2 separate regions of the Mus musculus genome follow, and region 1 is linked to region 2. Evidence: chromatin contacts called from public Hi-C data. All regions are on one chromosome and are shown on one strand. The core of a region is the stretch at or near the end of the contact, and the rest is flanking DNA. Distances in the headings are between cores, read along the strand shown. Region 1 has its middle 33 kb from the start of AY702102. Region 2 has its middle 23 kb from the start of Gm39994.

The links. A called contact is a pair of places that touch in the nucleus more often than the background predicts.
Region 1: a Hi-C map of liver shows a contact between it and region 2, with 1.6 times the contacts expected there. The contact joins two enhancer-like sites. A contact is called at or near these places in 1 of 484 Hi-C or Micro-C datasets (liver) and 5 of 115 datasets of contacts at active chromatin or transcription factors (bone marrow-derived macrophages, embryonic basal ganglia, embryonic limb bud and 2 more).

Annotation. Positions count from the first base shown.
Region 1 is chr2:169,926,155-169,933,224 of GRCm38.p6, reverse strand. It overlaps a transcript of Tshz2 not described here. Among named protein-coding and RNA genes, the nearest start is that of AY702102, 33 kb to the left of the region's middle. Within about 2 kb of position 3,199, at least 70 of the 459 cell types and tissues checked have an H3K27ac peak or open chromatin away from gene starts, as enhancers often do. A contact at or near this core is called in liver, where this site is marked.
Region 2 is chr2:169,348,827-169,355,282 of GRCm38.p6, reverse strand. No RefSeq gene overlaps it. Among named protein-coding and RNA genes, the nearest start is that of Gm39994, 23 kb to the left of the region's middle. Within about 2 kb of position 3,467, at least 2 of the 459 cell types and tissues checked have an H3K27ac peak or open chromatin away from gene starts, as enhancers often do. A contact at or near this core is called in liver, where this site is marked.

The DNA.
Region 1 (7,070 bases), core at 1,950-4,449, 580 kb before region 2:
TTGCATAATTCCCAGAGTTCCATCCTTCTTTTTCTCACTCAGGTGCTGGGGACAAATAAAAGTGAGATTCAGGGAGTATAATATATGTGTGTATATGTATATACGATATACATGTATATATATTATATACACACATAGATCTACACACACATGTATATACACATGCACATGTATACATATATGCACATATATACATACATAGCATATATCACACATATGATATATGTATATATGACACTTACAATATACATGCATATATATTATACAGATATGTATATACACATATAGGTATACATATATGTGCACATATAAGCACATATACATATATAACAGACATGCATGTGTGTCTATATGCATATATACATGTATGTATGTATGCACACATTTAATATACACATATATGTTCATATATACTCACATACATAATATATATGTCATCTATATCATATATATATGATAGAAGGAACATATCATATATGATGTATGATACGCACACATACACACACATTCCTAAATATATATCTGTGTACCACATGTGTCCTGCCCATGGAGGCCAGAAGAGGTTTCAAATCCCTGGAGACTGGAGTTACAGATGGTTGTGAGCTACCATGTGTGTGCTGGGAATAAAGCCTGGGTCCTTGGCAAGAGCAGCCGATATTCTTAACCACTGAGGCCTCTCTCCAGCCCCCAGAGGGCATCCTGGAAAGTTTATTCCCAGATCTGTGCTGTGTGGTTTGAGACAAGGAACTCGATAGCTCATCGAGTTAAGACAGAGGGAACATTTTCATTCCCATCTTGTCTTGTCTTGCCAAAGGAAAGGACAGCAGGTGACACAGAAGGGCACAGGGAGCTGAGGGGTGTCCAGTTATATCACACCATAAAGATGCTCAATATCACAGTGCAGTAAGCACAGAAGACCCTGAAACTGAGTCATGAGGTGTTCAGAGTCACGTTGCCACCTTGTCTAACTGCTCAGTGTGGATCTCAGCTGAGCGGCAGCATGTAAGGATTAACTCATAGGGAAAAGGGCCATGTTTACCTCGGGTTGTCTCAGGGAAGCGCTCAATGCTGCTAAGAGGTAGAAGTGAGAGAGGAATGTTCTGCAGAACTGGCAGTCCATGCGCAGGAAGTACAGACTTCAAGGCAAATCTTGCCCAAAGTCTTCTGACACGTTCAGTTTATGTAACTTCTCCAATAGTCCTGCAGAGTAGCCTCCTCCTCCTCTTCCTCCTCCTCCTGCTCCTCCTCCTCCTCCTCCTCCTCTTCCTCCTCCTCCTGCTCCTCCTCCTCCTCTTCCTCTTCCTCCTCCTCCTTTCACAGATGGAGGTAACAGAACACCACAGAGATTTCTTATTTTACCCAAGACCTCACAGCAGCGAATTCCAAGCAGCTGATCTTAGCTCTCGGTTCTCACCCATAATACTAAAAGGTTTCTGTTACCTAGGCAAAGTCACTAAGAAGAACTAAGTGTTTGTAAAACTCGCAGATATTTCAGGAGGGCACCAGGTGGAGAGGTGGATAATGGATATTTCCTGAAAACATCTCTTTCTTCCTTTCGTGTATGTGTGCACAGTGTGTGTGTGTGATATGTTAGTGAGTGTACATGAGGGCACATGTGTGCATGTATTGAGGGGTAGGGATTGTCATTGGTGCCTTCTTTGATTGCTTTCCAATTATTTACCGAGGCAGAGTTTCTGCTGGATGTGGGGTTTGCAGCTTTGGCTATTGTAGATAGCTAGTTTGTCCAGGGCTGCCCACCTTTGCAGGCACCATTGTGTACACGGTGTACCCATAGATGAGTAGGCACACACAAATGTGTAAGTGCCTTTTTTTTTTAAAGATGGGATATGAAGCAATATTTTCTGGGCTGCAAAACACCTTCTTGGATCAAACAATTAAGTTTCCAGAAAGCAGACCACACCCATTGCCTAAAAGTAATTTAAAATGCCAAGTGGATGCAGAGCTTATTGGAACTGTAGCTGCTGCGTCTCTCTGTGGTATGTTCAGTTTTGAAACTGTTTCCATTTCTACAGTTTCTGAAAAGGGGAAATGTAGACAGGAGTGGGTCCCAGCCCTACCTAAGAAGCTACATGAAACCCTCTGACAAAGGCAAAGAAATCAGTCTCTCACAACGGAGAGCCACATTAAGCACACTCCAGGGCCATCCCCAGGGCAGTTAGGCAGCAAATAGTCTCTCTCTAGTGTTTTGTTTGTTTGCTTTCTTCTGGCATTTTTGTCTTACTGGGTTTTGTTTGTTTCATCGTTTTGGTTATTTATTTATTTATATTTATTTTTGATAGAGGAAAAACAAGTTTGGGTAGGTAGGGAGGTAGGGAGGATCTGGGAGGAGTTGGCAGAGGAGAAACACGATCGGATATATTGTCTGAGAACATTAAAAAAAAAAACCAAACCTTTCTTCCTATACAACAGGCATGTCTGCTGCCTAGAGATGCAGAGGAGAGTGTGAGATCTCCCGGAACTGGAGTCACAGATGGCTGCGAGTCACCACGTGGGTGCTGGGGGATCAAACTCAGGTCCTCTGAAGAGCAGCCAGTGCTCTAAGTTCCGAGCCATCTCTCCAGCCCTCTCTGTCTATATTTCATTTTCATTTATTATTTGGCTCCTTGAGACAAAGTCTCAAATAGCCCAGGCCGGCCTGGATATCCTTGTCATCTTTCCTCCAGCTCCCAAGTATATAGATTAAAAATGTCTACCAGCACACGCAGTTCTGTCTCTGTGTGCTTAAAAAAAATTAAATTCTGTTTATGTGTATGCGTTTATCTGCCACGTGTGTGCTGGTGCCCCTCCCTCAAGGCCAAAACACGGTGTTGGATCCCATGAAGCAGGAGTTAAAGGCGGTTCTGAGCCACCCAACACAGGTGCTGGGAACTACACTCAGGTCCTCTGCAAGAGCAGCAAGCACTCTTAACTGTGGAGCCGTCCCTTTGGCCCCTGTGCACGTATTTTAAAAGTTTTATCAATTACTTGCCCTGTAGCCTGTGCTATGTGCCTTTATTGTAATGAAACTGCCGCTGCGAATCTGAAGTCTGTTGTCTTAAAAGGTGAATCTGCAGCTGCCAATCTGAAGTCTATTGTCTTAAACGGCGAAACTGCAGCCACGAATCTGAAGACTATTGTTTCATAAGGTACCTGTGGTTGGGAGGGGACAAGACCTGGAAAGAGCTGCAGAGGCCGGGCTACTTACTTTGAAGAGCCCAGGGAAATTATCTCTGACCTCACAGCCCGTCTCTAGGAGGGGGCGTGGCTCCATTGATTACTCTGCAGCTATTTTGAGTAATGAGATGGAGCTCCTGCACAGCAAGAGGTAGATTTTCCTCTGTTCATGTAAATTTTATGGAAATGAGCATTTATTAGTCGACATCACGGAAACCCACCCCTAAGGCTTGCGGTTCTCACTGCAAGGTTCAGCAGGACTGAGGAAGGGTTCTGTTAGGTTTCCCTGCATTTCAGGAGGGGCTTGACCTTCTTGCTGTCAGCAGAACCAACACTGTCTGGAGGCATCATCCCAGGGCGACATGAAGAAAGTTCCAGAAATACTGTTAACATCCACTGCCCCACCAACACGCCCACGCTGTGGAGACAGTAGTTGTCGAGGCTGCAGAAAATTTATTACCAGTGTCGCGGTGTTTGCTAAGACAGAAAGCTTCCATCTCATGCTTTTGAGTTCACCAGAGAATAAAATTTGATCATTACCATGCTTGTCTGAAACTAGATTAATAAAGGCAAAATAAAGCTCAAAACTATTTCTATGGAGACTTTGTCCAGACCCCCTCCCCAGTGTGTTTCTCTTATCCCAGTCTGGCCTCAAACTCTTTACACTTCCAAGAACGACGCTTATGATCTTTCAATCTCCACAACCCGTGTGCTCAGATTACAGTTGTGCACTACCTCACCTGGTTAATGCACGATGGAGATCCAGTCAGGACCCTGGGTATGCTCAATAAGCTCTCTACCAACTGAGCCAATCCCTAGCCTGCCAGGGTTTCCCTCAGCCCAGCAATCCTCATATAGTTTTGTTATTTGCCCTCAACCCTTTACGATCATTGAGGAAACACAGATTCGGTGAGTTCTGCCCCAGTCCTGATCTTTAAACCTTTGGCCATGTCCAAAGTTGAAGTGTGTGGACCCTGGCATTGCCACTCCCGCTTCATACGAGGCCAAGCGGTATCCGGTCAGGACTTCCATGATCTACACAAGGAAGGTGGAAGCTGGCACTTGTGGGTTCCCCAGGGCAGCCTGCCAGCTCAGTCGCTATGGTAATGAACTCCCGTGGCCTCCCTGGGTATTTATTCCACCAGGGGATTTCCCCCTTTTCCTTTTCCAAGAGAGTTCTCAAAACTGATTTAAATATTATGATACGCTCATCTCTGAGTGCTAAGTGGGAGACGTATTCACGTTGGCTGGGAAACCTTTTAAAATATAGACTTTCCTTCCCTCAAATGGCGCTGCCACAAAGGTGAATGTTCTCCTAATAGACGGTTCCTTTAACACACACACACACACACACACACACACACACACACTCCATGAAAGTTGAGGTTGCAGGATGGCTCTGTGCTTTTAGCAAGGTTAATGTTGCTAAGCAACTAAGTAACCATAAAAGGAGAAGCAGGTACCCATTGAAAGGAAACGTCGCTCTTGTGCAAAGACAAGACTTGCCTGTCGTCTGTAGGCAGCAGAGTTTTCCCTGTTGCCACTTTACAGCTGCAGCTCTGGACTGAAGCATGCTCTGTGCAAATATGGGAGGTTTGGCCCTGGGGGATATGCAGGGAGGATCAGCTATTGAGAATATACAATCTGAGAGGTGTCATTAGCAGGAGACATGGTCTCACTATGTAGCCCAGGCTGAGCTCCGACTCAAGATCTTCCCACATACAAGTATACAGTACTCAGAGAAGGACAGTGGCCTACCCAGGGTCACACTGCCATTTAGGATGGCTAACTTTGACCCGATTGATTTCCAAGTGGTTTTATTTCTATTTGACCTTAGAGTCACCCTCGGTGCAGTTCCTCCTAGCCCAGGACTAAACACAGCACACAGCACATCTTCCTCCAGAACAGTGGAAGGAAGCCAACAATCTCTCTCCTTCCCTTCCCCTTTCCTCTGTGTAGTCCTGAGAAGATGTCCCCCACGGTGTTCATCGCAAACACACGCTTGATGACTGGTTAGGACATGGGCTGATTCACAGAGCTTATCTGCGGCAAATCAAGTTCATGGTTTCATCAAAAGTGTATCGACTTCTGCGGATGTTATTCACCTAAGGAGAACAATCTTTCTTCTATGTAAGTTTTGAGGCAAATAATGACTTTATTTTATTATTTTAGTAAGTTTTAGAAGCTAGCACTCAAAAGGAATGGATCTCATTTTGATGGAAATGGGCCTCACAGTACAAATCATACGCTGTTGTAATTCATCTTTCTCTCCCAGGATCTATGTGTGTGAGTTTGTTAATCTTAAGTTCTAGTTGAAGAATGAGGAGAGGGGGCTGGGGAAGATGACAGTCAGCAAAGTATTCGCCATAGGTGCTTGAAGAACCGAGTTCTTTTGAACTGGCAGGGAAAACTGGGTTAGGGTGGCCAAGGCCTGGAATACCAGTTTTAGGGAGGTGAAGCCAAGATGATTCCCAGGGCTTGCTGGCAAGCCAGTCTAGTGAATTACTGACAAGCACCAGGTTCATTGAGAGCCTCTCTCTCTCTCTCTCTCTCTCTCTCTCTCTCTCTCTCTCTCTCTCTCTCTCTCTCTCTCCCCCCTCTCTTACATGGATATCTATACACACACATACACATGAGCACACATACACACACATGAGCACACACATGCATATACATATATACATGCACATACATACATACATGCATATGAGCACACACATGCATACACACGTATGCATATGCATATGTGCACACACAGACACAGACACAGACACATGGAGGGTGATTGAGGAAGACACCCAATACTGACCTCTGGCCTCCACACACACTTGTGCACACGTGTGCGCTCTCCCACTGGAATGAAAATGATGAAGCCAATGAGCAGACACCGGCTCTTCCAGTCTCAGTCACATCAGCATCAGAAGCTACCTCCTCCAAGGGGTCTGAAGAGCTGCCATCAGGGTGGGAAGGGGAAGGCACTCAGGGAACAAGATGTCCTGAACGATTTTATGATTCTTGTAACCTTAAGAGGTATGCTGAGATGGAAGTGCTTTAGCCAAGCTACAGCTCTGAGGTGGCCCTGGCAGGAGGCCCTCCGGAATGTTTCCTGGGGGCCAACACTTGAGCACCCTCCCTACACACACACACACACACACACACACACACACACACACACACACACACACACACTTGTGCATGCATACATGTGTATATTGTATACACACACTTGTGCATACACACACATGTACACACACATGTACACACACATGTACACACACACACACACACACACACACACACTGCCTATGTCACCAAGCCTACGGAAGTGTACATGCCTTGTGGGAAGTTATGAAAACAGGTACTGAGGGTTCATGGGGACGGCTCTTAAGAAACTCTGCAATTGCTGGCTGTAGTAAGAGAGCTATAAACACATTTTCAGAGTGTCTTTGGCATGGCTTTGCACAGCGGCTCCTTTACAGCTGCCCTATGCTGGCAGGGAAGGATGGACAGCCCGAGAGAAGCAGAGGCATACACCCTGGGAGAGGAAACCATGCCTGGGTTTCTGGTTTCCTTTCCTTCTTTAGTTTACTTTTAAGATAAAGTTTTAAAGAGTAGAACTACACAATCATGTTGGGGAACACACCATCCCGTGACGGGCCCTATGTCATCTTTAGAAAAGACTGTCCTCCGGAATCTGGGAGTGATGCTGGTATCCAGATGAAGGGGTCAAATAAAAACTTCAAATTGTAGTCACCTCATCACAGGCTTACACGATTGCCAGCGAGTGGGGACACGTGGCCAAAATTCAGAGTGTAGTACTGTGTGCTGGCTTGCTGAGCTAGGGCAAAGGATCCTTGGCTGCTTTTCAGGTGGCCTCTGCACATCGTACGGTGAGC
Region 2 (6,456 bases), core at 2,218-4,717:
CAGTGCCTGGTGGTGAACTTGGTCCCTGGAATGCTTCTGTAGGATACCCACATCCTAAAGAAGAAATTCAGTGTGAATGAAGGTAACACAGACATCAAGAAGAAAGAAGAGTCAGAGAAGACACAAGGCATCCATTTGTGACAGGAAAGATCTCTGCTTAGCACACCCCTGGGTTCTCAAAGGATGGCAGGAAGGGGTGAAGGTGTAACTCATTCCTCTTCCTTCATATTCATGAGATTCTATACAAAGCAGAGGGGATTAGATGCCATCAGAGACTACATGAGTGACACCCCAGTGCATATGTTAGTTGTCTTTCCATAACTGGAACAATTCTGAGATAATACCTGAGATAATTCTCTTGCAAAGCAGAAAAGTGGCTTGTGGCTCATATTCAGAGCTTTTGGTTCCTGGTCACACAGCTTGTGGACCTTGGGTACATAGTGCAGCATCACATGATGGCAGAAGTAATGTGCAGGAGTGACTTGCTCACCCCCGTGCCTATCATAGGGTAAAGAGGGAGAGCGGGGTGCTGAGCTTCCAATCTGTGTGCCACCCAGTGACCTAGCTTTCTCCCACCACACCCCACCTTTTACATATCCCATCTCTTTCCAGTCATGCTACAAGCTACCAACTAAGTCTTTAAATTGTAGATCTTTGAAAGTCCCAATCATAGAACTGTGATTCAGTGAGGTTGCACACTCTCCAGGGACCTCAGAGGGATGGCTGCCAGTGAAGCAAAGATGACTTATGGATAATTGTTAGGACTTCAAGTTTTAACCAATACAACTAAATAAGATGCATATGAAAGTAGAGCAGGGGTGTCAGACAGAGTGGTAGCCTTTCTTCTACCCATGTGGGTGTAGAGGGTTTGGAAGGCAGTGGTCAAGGTGTGGAAGGACCTAGAAAGTGCAAGGGATGACTTCACCACTGAACTGGAGAAGATCTGATTCACTAGCCTTGGTGTCTGCACTGCTAAACAGATACAGAGAACATCACCTTATGGCTCTCTAGGGGGACAGGGGGACTGGGAGTGGAGGGTGACTAGGAGGGCAGGGTAATTAAGAGAGCAGGGTGACTGACTTGGGAGATGGATGTCTAAGGGGGCCTGGGGGACTGGGAAGACAGGATAAGGTGGCAAGGACAGCTGAGACTTCAAGGTTCATGAGAGAGTGACCACAACAATATGATGTTCACAACATACCCTGATGCTCCAGCCTTATCTTGACATAGAGATCCAATGATGAGGCCCAGGTAGAAGAAATTTTACCCGAATCTTGGCCTGCTACCATTCTGAAAGATAGGTGGAGGCTTCTGAAGGAAGCCCCATTTTTAGACACTCTAACTAGAAAGAGTTCCAGTCCTGGATAGATCCCAGATAGACACAACTTCTATTTTCTAATTTACAGGTCAGGATTTCCTGTAAAGAGAGAGAGAGAGAGAGAGAGAGAGAGAGAGAGAGAGAGAGAGAGAGAGAGGTCTTGTTCTCTGTCTTTCTTTGGGGGTACAATATTCTTGAGACAGATGAAATTGTAGACAGCTCTTATTGCCTTCTGGGTAATCACATCTTTAAGTGAAACTCCTGAGGCTTATTAAAAGACAAATTGCATTTTACCTTTGTCCTTGGAGAGAAGGTCTAGATGGATGGGTGTTGGAGTGGGAGCTTCCAGGAGCAGATGATCTCATGTCAAAGCGAAAGCACACACCTCCGATGTCTGACTGTGTACAGTGGATTCCTTAGGCCATTCACGAGTCTTTCATTGGAACAGATAACGGCTATCTACTGCCACAATGGGAAGGAAATTTTCCACTCTAATAATCGCAATCCTGTCTCATCTCTATGATGTGCAAAGGAAATGAGTGCTTTCCTGAAATTAGCAACTTTTGAGCTGCCTTCTCCTGAAAAATACAAAATTCAACAGTGGCTTTTAGGCAAACTTGCTGGTCCCTGTTCTTTGTGTGCGATGCAACTTGCTAGGATATAGGGTTGCCAAGGTTTAGGAGATAAAGATGTAATTGTAATTTCTGTAAGAGAGAAGTGTCAAGAGACTGAGAATTTAAAGTAATGGTTGTCCTTAGAGTCTCAGCAAGAAGGATACACACACACACACACACACACACACACACACACACACACACACGGTGTGTGTGGAAGGGCTATGTACCCAGACTGGGATCTTTAGGGACATCAACAAGACAAGGTTGCACATCTGGAGTAGGAAGGTGGAGTTAATCAACAACCCAGGCCTGAGTAACAATAACAAATTCCATCAAAGCCTGGACAGGTCACTGAAATAGAAAACCCATAGACATCGCTAGGAGAGGCACAGCCAGGTCTTGGGCATACACCTGGGAAGGGGGAAGGGAGAGAATGTCCCAAAGTCTCATAGTCACCTCTGGTCTTTGATGTTCTCAATAGCTACAGTCAGTAGGAAGCTGGCGAACAAAGAACCCAGAGTAGGGTGTCTAGGACACTAAGTGTAGTGGCTGCGGGGGACATGGAAGACATCCAACACGAGGTTCGAGTAAATCACATCTTTTATCTCTGGTATTGCATTTTGCACAGGGACAATGCATTCAAGTGAAGGCAGTGATGGAGAAAGGGGGATGGTCGAACCAGTAAAGGCAGCGACAGGAAGGGAAGTTAAGTAGCTGAGGCAAGCTCCTACAGGAATGCCAAAGAAGAGACCCTCCCTCAGCAGAGGGGAGTCAAGTTGGATCACCTGAAGAAGGGGTGTCCAAGTCAAACACTGAAAGGCTGGGAGGGATGAGTCAGGAGAGAGGGCAGACTGGGTGTTCGCAAAGGCTGTAAAGGGAGCTGGGCCATAGCTTGTTCTTGGAGGTCAAGAGTAAATCTGGAGAAAGATGAGAAGCAAGACTGGAAAAGGAAATAGAAGGAGCTGGAGAGAACTTTGACTGTGACAACAAAGAGCTCAGATTTCATCCTCTAGACAAGGAGGAGACACCGCAAAGAGTGACAAGCAGAAATTGCTACTTTCATGTTTTTCTCCAACTCTACTCCCAGCCAAGTACATCCGACGCTGTCAACCTCGCAGCAAACACAGACCTGTTTGTCCCTGTGCTTGACAAGAAGAAAGTGAGTGGCGAGATTGGTTTGTCTCTTTGATCCATGGCAAAGATCCACATATATGTGGTGTATAGAGTGTGTGTGTGTGTGTGTGTGTGTGTGTGTGTGTGTGTGTGTGTGTGTGTGTGTGTGTGTTGCATATGGGTCATGTCGCCTTTGGAGAGTTGAATGTCTCCATGAGAAAGGAAATTACCAATATAGCTCTCTCCTGGCCACTGCATCCCTGAATAGAGATAGCCAACATCTCCAAAGACAACCTGACACACCTTTGGCATTTAAGAAATCGAAGTCTCAAGATTCTAACATCATGAGCCAAGGCTAGATTAATGACCTTTCAGACTACAGGCTCACAGAATCAGAAGTAGGTCAGCCTCCCTGGGACACTGAAAGGTGTCAGCTTCCCATTGGTGGAAGCCACCAAAGGAAAGTGACCCTTGTTACTTTGGTCACTAATTGATCTGTCCTCCCCCCGCCCCCCGCCGCCCCCATTTCAGATGTTGAGAGAATGAATACAGACTTTCTGGGAAATGTTACCTCTGGGTTTTAAAAAGGTCACATGCAAATAGAAGCACGTGGACTCCCTCTTGGGTTCCCCATTTGCAAGCCACCCGCTTGAGGACACGGGTTTGTTTGCTTTTTCTCTAAGTTTCATTTTCATGATTGCTCTGACATTGGGTGTATTTATACAATAAACCAAGTGCTATCATGGTCTGACCAATGAGATATCAGGGCCATGGATTGTTTGAATCTTTATTTTGTCTAAAACTGTGTTCTGAGTCCAGAAATAAAAATGTGTCTTTGAGCACCCTGACACTGGGAAATACGTGGGAGAGATTCCTAAATCCCATGCCCTCTGTGGGTATGATCTGCTCTCTCAGGCTGTACCATTTTCAGAGAGTCACAGGGTTCTGCTGATACATATTTTTTTTTTCTTTAACCTTCTTTTCCTGGACTCCTACTGTTGCTGTATTTAAACATCAGGGCTTTCCTAATGTCATTTCCTAAGGATCAGTAGGTCTCCCCAAATTGAACCCATACCTTATCCTCATTATGCTTTTAAATGTTTCTCAGTATTCAGATTTATGTTTTCTGCAGGGAGAGATGTTTGGGAGGAACCATGGCTTTGCCACAAAGGTTCTGTCTGGAATAGTGACCACTTTCTGGAACAATGGTCCCTCCTATCTGGTTCTGATGAGAAGCAAGAGGGACCCTCTTTATCCCCTCTGACACATGAGAAAGGTACACAGTGGGCTGATGCTTCCAGGAGATCCCTTGGTCATAGGTGGATCTAGAGATGGTTCTGTGTCTAGTGCCAAGGCCAGTCAGAGAAACCAACACTGTATTTTTGAAACTTCAGACTAGGTCATCAAGTCCTTTGATCCACTTACATTTCTGTGGTGACAGGAGCTAAGAATCCATGAGGGAAGTGTGTAAGGCCATAGACTGCTAGCCCTGCCATTGTACCCAGGGGCTATGACATGGGATAGGATCAGAAAGATGGAGAAAGCCTGATAATTTCCCTGAGCACATTTCAGAGAGCACCCTTATGGGGCAACTGATCTACCAAAGTTCTGCAGCCTTGGTTTGAATAAGTTTTGCATTGTGGTGGGTCCTGGAGATTAGGTAGCCATCTTTGATAGAGCTTAGTGCTTGCTAGCATCCCACGGCCCATGAGGAAATATTTCAGTGGATGGTGGAAAAGCTCTCACATCTGAGGGATCACTGTGTGAATGAGAAATCTCCAACAGCAGGTTTTGTGATCAGCAAACATAGAGTCAATAATGCTGAAGATGGCTGCTGATGGAACCGGGTATGGTTCTGTGAGAACACTTTGGGGGATTTCTAGAAAATGATAAAGAAACATTCTTGGGTTGCCAGGGGAGAGGAAGATGGGAACTCTGATTCCAGACTGACGGGGATCCAAAGCTTTACAATGAGGAAGCTAGATACCGAAAAGTCCCACACACTCTCTCAGCTCCTTTCCCTGAGCAAAACAACGTAAGGAAGAGAGGGATCATTTCCGCTCACAGTTGAGGGTCCAGTCCATCACAGTGGGGAAACCAATGCAGCAGGAGCTTGTGGCGGCAGCTGCTCATGCCGCACGCACAGTCATGAAGCAGAGAGAGATGGACGCTGGGGCTCAGCTCACTGTCTCCCTTTCACTCAGTCCAGGACCCTACCTCAGGAGAAAGTACTACTCATATTCAAAGTGGATCTTCTCACCTCAAATAACTCATTCTAAACTTGGTCACTCAACGCTCTCGAGCCTGTTTACGGTCAGTATTAACTATCACGTACACATAGGAGAAAAGGACATTAAGAGAAGACCTCTAAACATCAGCCTCTCATGGGTCCCACTTCTGCTACAGTGTAGCTACGAGACTGCTTAAAAGCCTAAAGACTCTCTAGAGTGTTTTATTTTCTGTAAAATAAATCTAACAGCTACAACTGTGAGATTTCACTATCTTTTTGTCTTATTTATATGACATAATATGTGCAAAGCATGTGGCCGTACTGGCCACACAAGACTTCATAGTGTCATTAATTAATTTAGTTTTAATTAATTAATTTAGTTAGCCAGTATTTAAAGTTATAATTGGGGAGTGAATAGTTGAAGGTATCTGAGTAACTGCATGACAGGATTATGGGCTGTGGACCTCCGCAGTGTTAAACAGTGTCAGAAAGCAGCAACTCTTAAGCTTTTAGCTCTCAAGGTTTCTTTACCATCTTAAAAATTAATGAGCTGGGGCTGGAGAGATGGCTCAGGACTTAGGAACATTCTCTGCTCTTGCAGAGGACCTGAGTACAGTCCCTAGAACCCACATTGGGCACCTCACAACGCCCTCTAACTGCAGCCCCAGGACACCCAGCACCTCTGGCTTCATTGGCCAGCCCCAGAAACATGTGCATGCATGTCATGAACAATAGAAATAAATTTTTTAAGCCCCAAATACCATGCAAAACGGAAAGCAAAAACATTTTAAAGCTTGGTGAGTTTTGCAGAGTTTTGATTTACCTGGCTCTTATTGGTCAATACTGGCCAGGGTAGAAACAGAAACTGGGGATCTTTTTTAAAGTGGGTATTTTAAAAATCATGTTAAATAATAATAAGTCTATAATAGACAATATCAGATCTGCTTCACAGTGACATATATAGCACATGTGTATATAAAGACGATCATAGTTTCCAAACAACAACAACTAACAGAGTTAGGAAATATATTTTAAATTGTTGTGTCATAAAGAGCTGGCTTGTTGGATCTTTTTTTTTAAGATGTACTTATTTTATTTATATGAGGACTCTGTAGCTGTCTTCAGACACATCGGAAGAGGACATTGGATCCCATTACAGATGGTTGTGAGCCACCATG